2 separate regions of the Sus scrofa genome follow, and region 2 is linked to region 1. The links are chromatin contacts, called in public Hi-C maps. All regions are on one chromosome and are shown on one strand. Each heading gives the region's core, a stretch centred on a gene start, on an enhancer-like site or on the middle of the called end of the contact. The rest is flanking DNA. Distances are from core to core; before and after follow the strand shown.

Region 1 (5,584 bases), core at 1,743-4,242:
CCACTGGGTCAGGCACACCAGCTCTGTTCAAAGCCATCGTGAAAGGCAAGTGTTGGGATCCTCAGTTTACAAATGTGTAAGCTGAGACTCTGGAGAGTGAAGGGTCTTTTTTTTTTTTTTTTTTGCTTTTTAGGGCCACACCCACGGCATATGGAATTTCCCAGGCTAGGGGTCGAATCAGAGCTATAGCCGCTGGCCTACACACAGCTACAGCAATGCTGGATCTGAGCCACATCTGTGACATACACCACAGCTCACATCAATGCTGGATTCTTAACCCACTGAGCGAGGCCAGGGATCGAACCCGCAACCTCATGGATACTAGTCAGGTTCATTTCTGCTGCGCCACAAGGGGAACTCCTGGAGGGTGAAGGGTCTTGCCCAAGGTCACACGACTGATAAAACAGCTGCACCAGGATGCAAACCCAGGGGGCTCGAACTCCTCCAGGGCCTGTACCCCATCCCATGAGGCCTCCACAGGTTCCCACTGCACAGTCCTCTCTCTGGTGACATCAGGTCCTTCCCTGCTATTTAAATAGGCCACGCTTCTGTCCATCTCATTTCATTCCCTCCTACAATTATTGGTTGAGGCCCCACTTGGAGCCTTGGCCTGTGTAAGAGGAGGGGGCCTACATGGGGGCAAGGACTGTCATCGTTCTTTCTTCCTTTCCTTTCCTTTCTTTTCTCTCCTCCCTCTTTCTTTCTTTCCTTCCTTCCTCTCTTCCTTTCTTTGCCATTTACTAATCCCCGAACTCCCAGACCCTCCCCCTCCCTCCCCTCAGCAACCACAAGTCTGTTCTCTGTGCCAATAGCTTTGTTTCCGAGACTGTCATTTCTGCTCACAGCAGTATGTCCAGCACCTGGTACATGACCTAGCACATAATTGGTCCTTGGCAAATATTTGCGAATGGATAAATCAATGCAAGGTTGGGGAGAGCCCCTCTCCATCTGGAGGGGCTATGGAGGCACTGGAAACAATCAATGGCTCATTGCCTGTTCAGGCCCTAGAGCCATGGGGCAGTGTGGGTTGCAATGTTGTTTGCAGTGGTGGTTAATGTTTAATGCTCACCTGAGCCCCCGGGCCAGGCCTGAATTTGCACAGGACACTCAGATTCTCTCTACTCCCTGCAGGAAAGCAAACTTGGGAGTCAGGGGAACGCTGGGTTCCAATCTCGGCTTGTGATCTTGGGCACTTAACCACTCTGAGCCTCAGTTTCCTTCTCTACAAAGGGGTGGCATAATCCTGCCTTGCAGGACTGGAAGGGTTGGAGGGACCGCATGAGTCATGGTCCTTCCTCATCCTAGCCCTCGCTCAAGGTTACCTCTCCTGTTCAAAGATGTTTAAGACCCAAGTGACTCATAGAGCCAGCAAGAACCTCAAAAGACAGGAGGTGGACTTCCTGTTGTGGCGCAGCAGAAATGAATCTGACTAGGAAGCATGAGGTGGCAGGTTTGATCCCTGGCCTCACTCAGTGGATGAAGGATCCAGTGTTGCCGTGAGCTGTGGTGTGGGTCGCAGACGCGGCTCCGATCTGGTGTGGCTGTGGCTGTGGCTGGCAGCTATAGCCCTGATTCAACCCCTAGCCTGGGAACCTCCCTATGCCACGGGTGTGGCCCTAAAACAAACAAACAAAAAAAAAGACAGGAGGTAACTCAAACACCAAGAACAGCCCAGAAGAGGCACCAGAGAGGGCGCCGAGGTGTGGGCCCCCCAGTCAGGTTCCCTGCGGAGCAGTGGGGGTGGGACTGGCTCACACCTGGCCCAGGGCTGCTGGGTAGTTAACAATTAGATGGACACACACGTGAGCCTCTGATCCTTTAACTAGCGGCTGCCAAGTGGAAGGGGATTCTGGGCGGCAGGACTGGGCATTCCCCCGGGGTCCCTCTGTGCCAATTCACATCTGCCCTCAGGGTGGTGGTGGGAATGGGAGGGATGGGGAGGGGCATGGCTTCCCTGCCATCTCCAGGCCCTGTTCCTCCCTGTCCTCGAAGAGGATGTCCCTCAGCTCGGAAAAAGCAGGTCTGAGTTTTTGTTTCAGCGAGCGTTTCTTTAAAACCAACAAACCGAAGAGCTTAGGAACAGATTAGTGCCAACTCAGATTCCGGTTCCCCACCTCCCTGAGCTGGCACTCACTGCTGGTTACCCAAACCCCGCCGCCAAGACTCCCTGCAAGGCGCTCACGGCCCCCCCCACCCCAGGAGTAACCCCTGGATTCCTCGATCTCAACCCTCCCCCCCGCCCCCGCCATCTCCCTGCGCAGTGGGTGACAGGAGGAAAGCAGGGTCTGGGGGACCCTAGCCCTGATCACTACAACCTGTGTGACCTTGAGCCATGTCACGGCTCTGGACTTCAGTTTCTTCATTGAAAAATGGGCACAACACCTGGGTGAGTGTGCGGAGGGTGAGGACTTACTGCTGAAATCCTGGAAGCTTTAGGAGGGTGCCAGACAGAGGAGGGCTCAGAAAGTGTTAACCCTCTCCCTCCTGCTCCAGGACTGCAGATGTTCGGCATTTATGGACTCACCTTCCTGCTTTCCCTTCCCACTTCCTTCCCCATCTCTCCTTGGCTTCCCAGTCCTCCAACAGGGGAAAAACCACTGGATGTGAGCAGCATATTCACCCCCACAGTCTGGGACAGCGGGCAGGGCAGGGACGAGGGGCAGCGTTACGGGGGTGGTCCAGCGACGAAAGGATAGGGCACCCTCCTCCCGCCCATCCTGCTGGTCCTCCTCTGACCTCCCGCCCCGGCTGCCGTGCAGGGGGACCCCGGGGTGCCGCTCTTACCGGAGAAAATCCTCCCGTCCCCGGTGAGGAGGGCCGCCCCCACCGGGAAGCGACTGTAGGGGCAGTAGGCGGACTTCTTGGCCTCCCGGCAGGAGAAGAGCAGCTGCTGGACGTGCTCGGGCTCCAAGGCGGGACTGGGACGCTCTTGGGCCATGTTGGTCCCCCTGGGGCTGGCAGAGGATCGGAAAGAGACCTCACAGCCAGTGTGGGCTGGGCCCCACGGCGGCAGCAGCTCCTCCCCCCGGGGTGTGTCTCTGCCTAGTGGCTCCCAGGTGAGAGCCCCACGGGGATGCTGGGCGGGGCCAGGCCAGGGAGAGGAGCCTCCTTTGGTTTGGGGTCAGAGGGCGTGGTGTGTGTCCCAGGGAGGAAGGATGCCACTATGTCCACGTATGCTTCCCACTTCCCCTTGGGGACCACTCCCACTGCTGACACACTGATGAGTAAAAGGTCAAGGGATGGGCGTCGCTGTGTGAGGGGTGACTGTGGACACACACACCTCAAGGGAGAAGCTGTTATGTGGTCTGTGTGAGGTCTAGGAAGTCCAAGCTCCAAGGATGGAAAACTCTTCATTTTGTTGAATGACTTCTTCCCTGAGTGATGTTATGAGACTGAAAGGGCAGGTGCTGGGGCAGCCGCAGTGGCTTCCCAAGTCAGGGAGCTTGAGGTGGTGCAGTAAAGACTCTTTTCTTTTCTCCTTTTCCTTTCTTCCTTCCTTGCTTTCTTGCTCTTTTGCCTCTTTTTTTTTTTTTTTTTTTGTCTTTTTGCTATTTCTTGGGCCGCTCCCACAGCATATGGAGGTTCCCAGGCTAGGGGTCAAATTGGAGCTGTAGTCACCGGCCTACGCCAGAGCCACAGCAACGCGGGATCCGAGCCGCGTCTGCAACCTACACCACAGCTCACGGCAACGCCGGATCGTTAACCCACTGAGCAAGGCCAGGGACCAAACCCGCAACCTCATGGTTCCTAGTTGGATTCGTTAACCACTGCGCCACGACGGGAACTCCCTCTTGCTCTTTCGCTTTTTATGGCCACACCTGTGACATATGGATGTTCCCAGGCTAGGGGTCAAATCGGAGCTGCACCTGGCAGCCTCCGCCACAGCCCCAGCCAACACCAGATCCGAGCTGCACCTGTGACCTACACCACGGCTCATGGCAACACCGATCCTTATCCCACTGATTGAGGCCAGGGATCAAACTTGCATCCTCATGGATATTAGTTGGGTTCGTTACTGTTAAGCTACAATGGGAACTCCTGCTTCTTTATTTTCACCCATTCTCCTTCCACCTCCTCTCTGTCTCAACCCAGAATTAAAAAGGATCTCAGCTGGAGGGAACCTCTGAGATCATCCACTCAGGCTGCCTCATTTTTTTGTTGTCATTGTTGGTGAAATAGCCCTTGGGTTGCTGATAAAGGAAATGAATTTGCATCCTGGCTCCACCACTTCCCGCACGTACAACTGTTGGCAGGTGATTTGACCTCTCTGAGTCAGTTTCTTTATCTATACAATGGGGATAATGATCATCTCTGCCCTGCATTCTCGGATTAGAGAAGAGCTCAAGCTTTGAAGATTAGTAGATCTTAGTTTGAATTCCAGTTCTGCCATTTATTGGCTGTATGACCTTGGGAAGTTAATAGTACCTCTCTAAGCCTCAGTTTCCTCATCTATAAAATGGGTGCACTGAAGTTCCGTTGTGGCTTTTTGGGTTAAGACCCGGACTAGTATCCATGAGGATGCCGATTCAATCCCTGGCCTCGCTCAGTGGGTTAAGGATCCGGCATTGCTGTGAGCTGTGGTGTAGGCTGGCAGCTGCAGCTCTGATTCCACCCTTAGCCCAGGAACTTCCATATGCCACAGGTGCAGCCCTAAAAAGAAAAAAATAAAATAAAATCAGTGCACTAACAGGATCTTGCAGAGCTGTAGTGAGGATTAAATGAGATAGAATGTGTGTACTGTGAGAGTGGTTGGAGGGCCTGTAACATCAGGTTGTGAGCACCCTTTGTGATTCCATGCAAATTGGGTTATTGTCATTAAATGAATTGGCCAAGATTACCTAAGAAGGGCAGAATGCCAGTTAGGGTGTCCAGAAGCATGCAAATGTCCCCAGACTCCCAGCAAATAGGAGTGAATCTACAGCTTCTCATGGGGGGAGCGGGGTGGGGGGTTGGGGAAGGGGGGAGGAGGCAGAGCTCCTTGCCCAGCGTGCTGACATCTCTGGGCTCTGTCAGCCCCGCCTCTCTGTGTCCTGGGCCTGGAACTCTTAGCCTTTTGGAGACACAGGCAAACGCCCAGCTTGGCCACTGTAGAGTTGGGTAAAGTTTATCTCATTTCCTCTTCCCCTCCCCTCCCTTCCCTCCTTCAAATTTCCACACACCCTGCTCTCTGAGAAGGAGCTGGTTTCCTCTCCCTACTGTTGCGGGTCCCTCCCCTCTCCTCCTGGAGCTAAACCTTTGGCATCTGGAGCAGTTTCCTGAATCTGAGGCTGGGCTGGTGGAGACACCAGCAGGAGGTCTCCCCTGCTTCTAGTCCTGCACAGTCTTGGGAAGCCAAAGGCCCGCCCCCAAGGCTTAAGGAAAGAAAGCAAAGGATGTCCCGGGACCACATGTGCCCACGTGACATGGGAACAATTCTAGAGCTTTTGGCATCTGAATAGAACCACGATGGGGAAGAGTTATGGTACCCTGTTGGCCTGCCAGGCCTGTCAGAGTGCAGTCCTCTTCCTGTCCCCTGCCCTGTCTTGACTCACTCCGGCTCAGCTCAGCCCAGCCCTGCTCAGGCCAGGGGCTGGACTCCTTGGCT
Region 2 (5,584 bases), core at 1,859-4,358, 39 kb before region 1:
CCTTTGTGGCTCAGTGACAACAAACCCGACTAGTATCCATGAGGATACAGGTTCAATCCTGGCCCTGCTTGGGGGGTTAAGGATCTGGGGGTTAAAGACCTAAATATAAGACTGGATATTGTAAAACTCCTAGAGGAAAACATAGGCCCACGACTTTCTGACATAAACTATAGCAATATCTTCTCAGATCCACCTCCTGGAGTAATGACAGTAAAAAAAAATAAATAAACAAATGGGACTAATTAAACTTAAAAGGTTTTTGCACAACAAAGGAAACCCTAAACCAAATGAAGACAACTCACAGAATGGGAGAAAATTTCTGCAAATGAAGTGACTGACAAGGGATTAAGCTCCAAAGTATATAAACACCTCCTGCAGCTTAATACCAAAAAAAAAAAAAAAAAAAAGAAAGAAAAAGCCATCAAAAAACGGGCAGAAGATCTAAACAGACAATTTTCCAAAGAAGACTTAGAGATGGCCAAAAATCACATGAAAAGATGTTCAACATCACTATTAGAGAAAGGCAAATCAAAACTACTATGGGGGGGAGTGGTTTCTCAGGGCTACCTGAGATGCTGTCTCTTGGGCTTAAGTCCTAATTTTGTCTCAAATAAAATTTAATTCTCAACTTTCAAAAACAAACAAACAAAAAAACCTGCTATGAGGGAGTTCCCGTCGTGGCTCAGTGGTTAACAAATCCAACTAGGAACCATGAGGTTTCGGGTTCAATCCCTTACCTTGCTCAGTGGGTTAAGGATCCAGCATTGCCGTGAGCTGTGGTGTAGGTCGCAGACACAGCTCAGATCTGGCATAGCTGTAGCTGTGGTGTAGGCTGGCAGCTACAGCTCCGATTAGACCCCTAGCCTGGGAACCCCCATATGCTGCGGGAGCGGCCCTAGAAAAGGCAAAAAGACAAAAAACCAAAAAACAAAAAAAAACCCACACTATGAGGGGAGTTCCTATCGTGGCTCAGCGGAAACAAATCTGACTAGTATCCATGAGAACACAGGTTCGATCCCTGGCCTTGCTCAGTGGGTTAAGGATCCAGCGTTGCCGTGAGCTATGGTGTAAGTGGAAGACACGGCTCAGATCTGGCATTGCTGTGGCTTTGGCGTAGGCCAGTGGCTACAGCTCTGATCCAGCCCCTCGCCAGGGAACTTCCATATGCCATGAGAACGGCCCTAAAAAGCAACAACAACAAAAAGGCTACAAACAATAAATGCTGGAGAGGGTGCGGAGCAAAGGGAAAAGAGAACCCTTTTAGTCTGTTGGTGGGTGTGTAAAGTGGTGCAACCACTATGGAAAATAGCATGGAGAGTCCTCAAAAAACTAACAATAGAATTACCATATGATCAAGCAATCCCACATCAGAGAAAACCATGATTTAAAAAGATACATGTACCCCAATGTACACTGCAGCACTATATACAACAGCCAAGACACAGAAGCAACCTAAATGTCCATCCCTCTGTTGATGGAGTGGATAAAGAAGATGTGGTACATATACCCAATGGAATATTACTCAGCCATAGAAACGAATGGAATGACGGCATTTGCAGCAACATGCATGGACCTGGAAATTATCATGTTAAGTGAAGGTAGTCAGACAGTGAGACACAAACATCATAGCTATCACTTATAGGTGGAATCTAAAAAAGGATATTATGAACTTATTTGCAGAACAGAAACTGACTCAGACTTTGAAAGACTTACGGGGACCAGAGGAGACAGGTTGGGGGGGGGGGATACGCTGGGGGTTTGGGATGGCAATGTAAAATTAGGCTGTGACAGATTCTTTATAAGCCTAGCACCTCCTCACAGTCAGGGCTGGTGCCATCTTGAGCTCAGCCACCCTCTGACGCCTTAATAAACGCTTTTGCTTTACAAATAAATAAATAAAATTAGGCTGTAATTATGGTTGCACAACTATAAATACAATGAAATTCATTGAATAAAAATAAAGCAGGTCTGCTATCTTCTCTTGCTGTTCTTGGTTTTTGCTGAAGCTTCAGATCTGTCATTAATATCAGTCACTGTGTCACTTCTGATTTGGCTAAACTGTGGAAGGAGCCTGGCTGGAGCAGTGGTTAACGGCACAGGCTTTGTAAAATCAGACTTGGGGCACTGCCCTTTATGAGCTGTGTGACTTTCAGCAATTTACACCACCTTTCACTTCTCTGAGTGTGTTTCCTCATCCATAAATTAGGGATGACAACCAACCACAGGAATATAAGTATTATGTCTTAGTTGTCCTTAAATTTCTGAAAATTTACAGAAAGTTATTGGCCAAGGTGCAACATGAGTGGTTATTAACATAACTTCCAAAATATGCTGTTTGAAGGAAGGGAAAACAGTAAAAAGTGAGCTGTTAAGCCCCAGGTCAGGAGATCAGTGACATCGAAAATGAGCCTTAATCAGTGATGTCAAGGAATTTCCAGCTCGGACAAAGGTAAACCCTGACCCAGGGCCCCAAATCAGTTAATGCCTCCCAGCTCCGCCTTCACCACGCCCACACTTAGCCCCACCCCACACCCACCCAAGACCCGCCCACACACTTAGCCCCGCCCGCAGCCCGACTCCCGCTCCCGCTCCGACCCCCGCCCGCGGCCGGCGCTCACCTGGATCTCATGACAGGCGGAGGCCGCCCGCCGACCCTCCGCTTGCTTCTCCTCAATGAGGCCCAGCCCCAGCCCGAAGGCCAGAAAGACAGCCCGGCCGCAAGGGCCCGCGCCGCCCCGGGCCCGCACTACGAACTGTCGCTGGAGCCGCGCCGCCAGCCCGGCCACTGACTGGCGGAAGAAGCGGTAGCGGCCGGGGAGCCCGAGCGCGAGCCTGCGCGGCTCCGCTCCGGGTCCCGCGGCAGGGCCAGGGCGCTCTCCGCGGCCCCAGCCCGCCGCTGGGCCCGGGCGTTCGGGCCGCCCCCAGGCATAGGTCGGGCCAGGCTTGGCTGTGAAGCGCAGCAGCAGCGCTCGGCCTAGCTGCAGGCCCCGGCCCAGAGCCTGTCGCACCACCATGGTGCCGCGGCTGGGTCTCCTCCGAGCCGCAGGAGGCCGGGACGCCTGTCACAACAACAAACTTCGGGTCGGCGCCTTTGCGCAGGCGCGGGCGCCAATGGGCGGGGCCGCCTCTCTGGCTGTTTCTCCGCTGTGCGCGCACGAGGGCGCTGTTCGCGCATCTGCGCGGCGGGTAGTTTCTTGCTCTTGCACCCAGGATCTAAAGATTGCATTGTCAGGGAGATCCTGTCAACATCCTTGGTTCTGGGCAAAATCGAGAAATTGAGAAGAGAAATGAATAATTATTACCCCTTACCGACGGTGCCAGAATCTACGTTTGTTAATTTTCCTACCAATGAGATAGGAAGGTCGTTTTTATAGATAAGAAAACTGAGGAAAAAGAAAAAAACAGGGCAGTGACAGTCCAAGGTCATATGCAGTATCAGAGCTGAGGTTAAAGTTTGCATTGCCCTGATTGCTGAGTCCTTGCCCCTGATGCCCTTCCACTCGTCTCAACAAGCCCACAGGCCCCGGAGAGAAATCTCACCCTTAGGCCACTTTTTTCAGATTAGTGAACAGAGTCCCTGAGATGTGGATCAACTCACAAAGTCACACAGCATGTTGGTGGTAGAGCCTTGTTACCCAAAGCTGCTGTTGGAATGGCTGATAAGGAATTTGTACTGAGTGATTTTTCTTTCTTTCTCTTGCCTTTTTTAAAAAGAGAATTTACAAATACAATAATGGAAAACTATAGTGAACCCCATGTACCCAATTATCCAGTTTCAACAATTATCAACAAATAGTCATTATTTAGTCACCTGTGCATATCTTCCTACTTTCCATTCTCCCATCTTTAAAGCAAATCCCATATATCATATCATTTCATTTATAAATACTTAAATATCTATTGAGAGAGAACTATTTTTTTACAAAACATAAATGATATTGTCACCTCTAAAAATATTACCATTAACTTCACAATATCATTTACTATCCAATCAATATTCAGATTTCCCTGTTGTTTTATTTTACAGTTGTTCAAATTGGGATCCAGACAAGATCTACATGATTTATTTGGTCAGTGGGTTATTCTTTAACAAGGAACCAAGCCTTCCCCAGGCTAAGGAGGTATATTTTGTGGTGCTGCCATTTAAAAAAACGTTCCTGTAATCATGAGTACCTCCAATCTCCTTACCCTTAAGGCTGGTTGTGGGTAAGAGGCCCTGGAAGAGATGTTAAAATGTTTTTGAAGGTATGGCCATGTGTCACAGATGACCTTCAGGGCAAGGGGACCTTCGTCTAGCCTGAGACCCACCTCAGCATTTCTTGAATAGAAAGACACAGTCTAACCTATTTATTTCAGGACTCATTTGCGACCTTTAGCACAGCCCTGTTTCTGGGCTGTAAAGTTGTAAGAAAGAATGAGAGTAAATAGGAATAAAAACAAGGCAACTGCAGAAAGATCCACTTTGAATTGGTGAAATTTTTTTTTTTTTTGGTCTTTTTGTCTTTTCTAGGGCTGCACCCGAACCACATGGAGGTTCCCAGGATCAGGGTCTAATCTAAGCTGTAGCTGCTGGTCTACGCCACTGCCAAAGCAACGTGGAATCTGAACCGAGTGTGCGACCTACACCCAGCTCATGGCAGCACCCGATCCTTAATCCACTGAGCAAGGCCAGGGATCGAACCCACAACCTCATGGTTCCTAGTCAGATTCGTTAACCACTGAGCCACGATGGAAACTCCAGTGAGTTTAAACATGTCAAAACCAGTATAGGAATACTTCCTAGTGACTCAACATTTTGAGGATCCGGCGCTGTCACTGCTGTGGCGTGGGTTTGATCCCTGGCCCGGGGAAAGTTGCATGCTGTGGGTGTAGCCAAAAAAGAAAAAGAAAGAAACCAGTATATACATTGAATGAGAAGCTGGTAATGTTACTCCTAGGTATAGACCCCTAGAAAAGCATATGTAATTTACCCGAGAATGTTTATAGCAAGACTATTCCACATAGTGTAAAACTGGAAACAACTCAAATGGCCATCTCTATAGTAGACTGGAAAATTGTGGTATATTCACCCAATGGAATACTAAACAGCCATGAGAGTGTCTACAACTATAGAGTCCTGGGACGTTGTTTCCTGATCCGTTTATGTGATGAAAATTCTCCTAAAAGTACATTTTGATTTGTGCATTTTTCTGTGTGTAGTATTTAGGTAAACATTTTACTTAATGCTTTTTTAACATAATGAAAGCCTTTCTGAAAAATTCAGGGAGTTCCCATTGTGGCTCAGTGGTAACGAACAGGACTAGGATCCCTGAGGATGTGAGTTTCCATCCCTGGCCTCTCACATTTGGTTAAGGATCCGGTGTTGCTCTGAGCTGTGGTGTAGATCACAGATGCAGCTCAGATCTGGTGTTGTGGCTGTGGCATAGGCTGGCAGCTATAGCTCTGATTCAACCCCTAGCCTGAGAACTTCCATATGCCGTGGGTGTGGTGCTAAAAAAAAAAAGAAAAGAAAAATTCAGTCTATTTTATCACCAGGGAACCCTCCCCACTGGTAACCACTAGTTTGTTTTCTGTATCTGTGAGT

Evidence for each region. Hi-C and Micro-C count contacts between places; a contact is called where the count stands out from the background.
Region 2: a contact with region 1 is called in a Hi-C map of skeletal muscle, with 2.9 times the contacts expected there. The contact joins the promoter of PINK1 here to the promoter of CDA in region 1. A contact is called at or near these places in 1 of 5 promoter capture datasets (liver), 21 of 47 Hi-C or Micro-C datasets (adipose tissue, alveolar macrophages, blood and 10 more) and 2 of 2 datasets of contacts at active chromatin or transcription factors (alveolar macrophages and skeletal muscle).

What each region holds. Positions count from the first base shown.
Region 1 is chr6:78,821,656-78,827,239 of Sscrofa11.1, reverse strand. CDA (cytidine deaminase) reads right to left here and starts at 2,992. Exons shown (of 4, transcript NM_001244385.1): 1 at 2,785-2,992. The coding sequence starts at 2,938.
Region 2 is chr6:78,860,719-78,866,302 of Sscrofa11.1, reverse strand. PINK1 (serine/threonine-protein kinase PINK1, mitochondrial) reads right to left here and starts at 3,108. Exons shown (of 8, transcript XM_021095478.1): 1 at 2,619-3,108. The coding sequence starts at 3,014.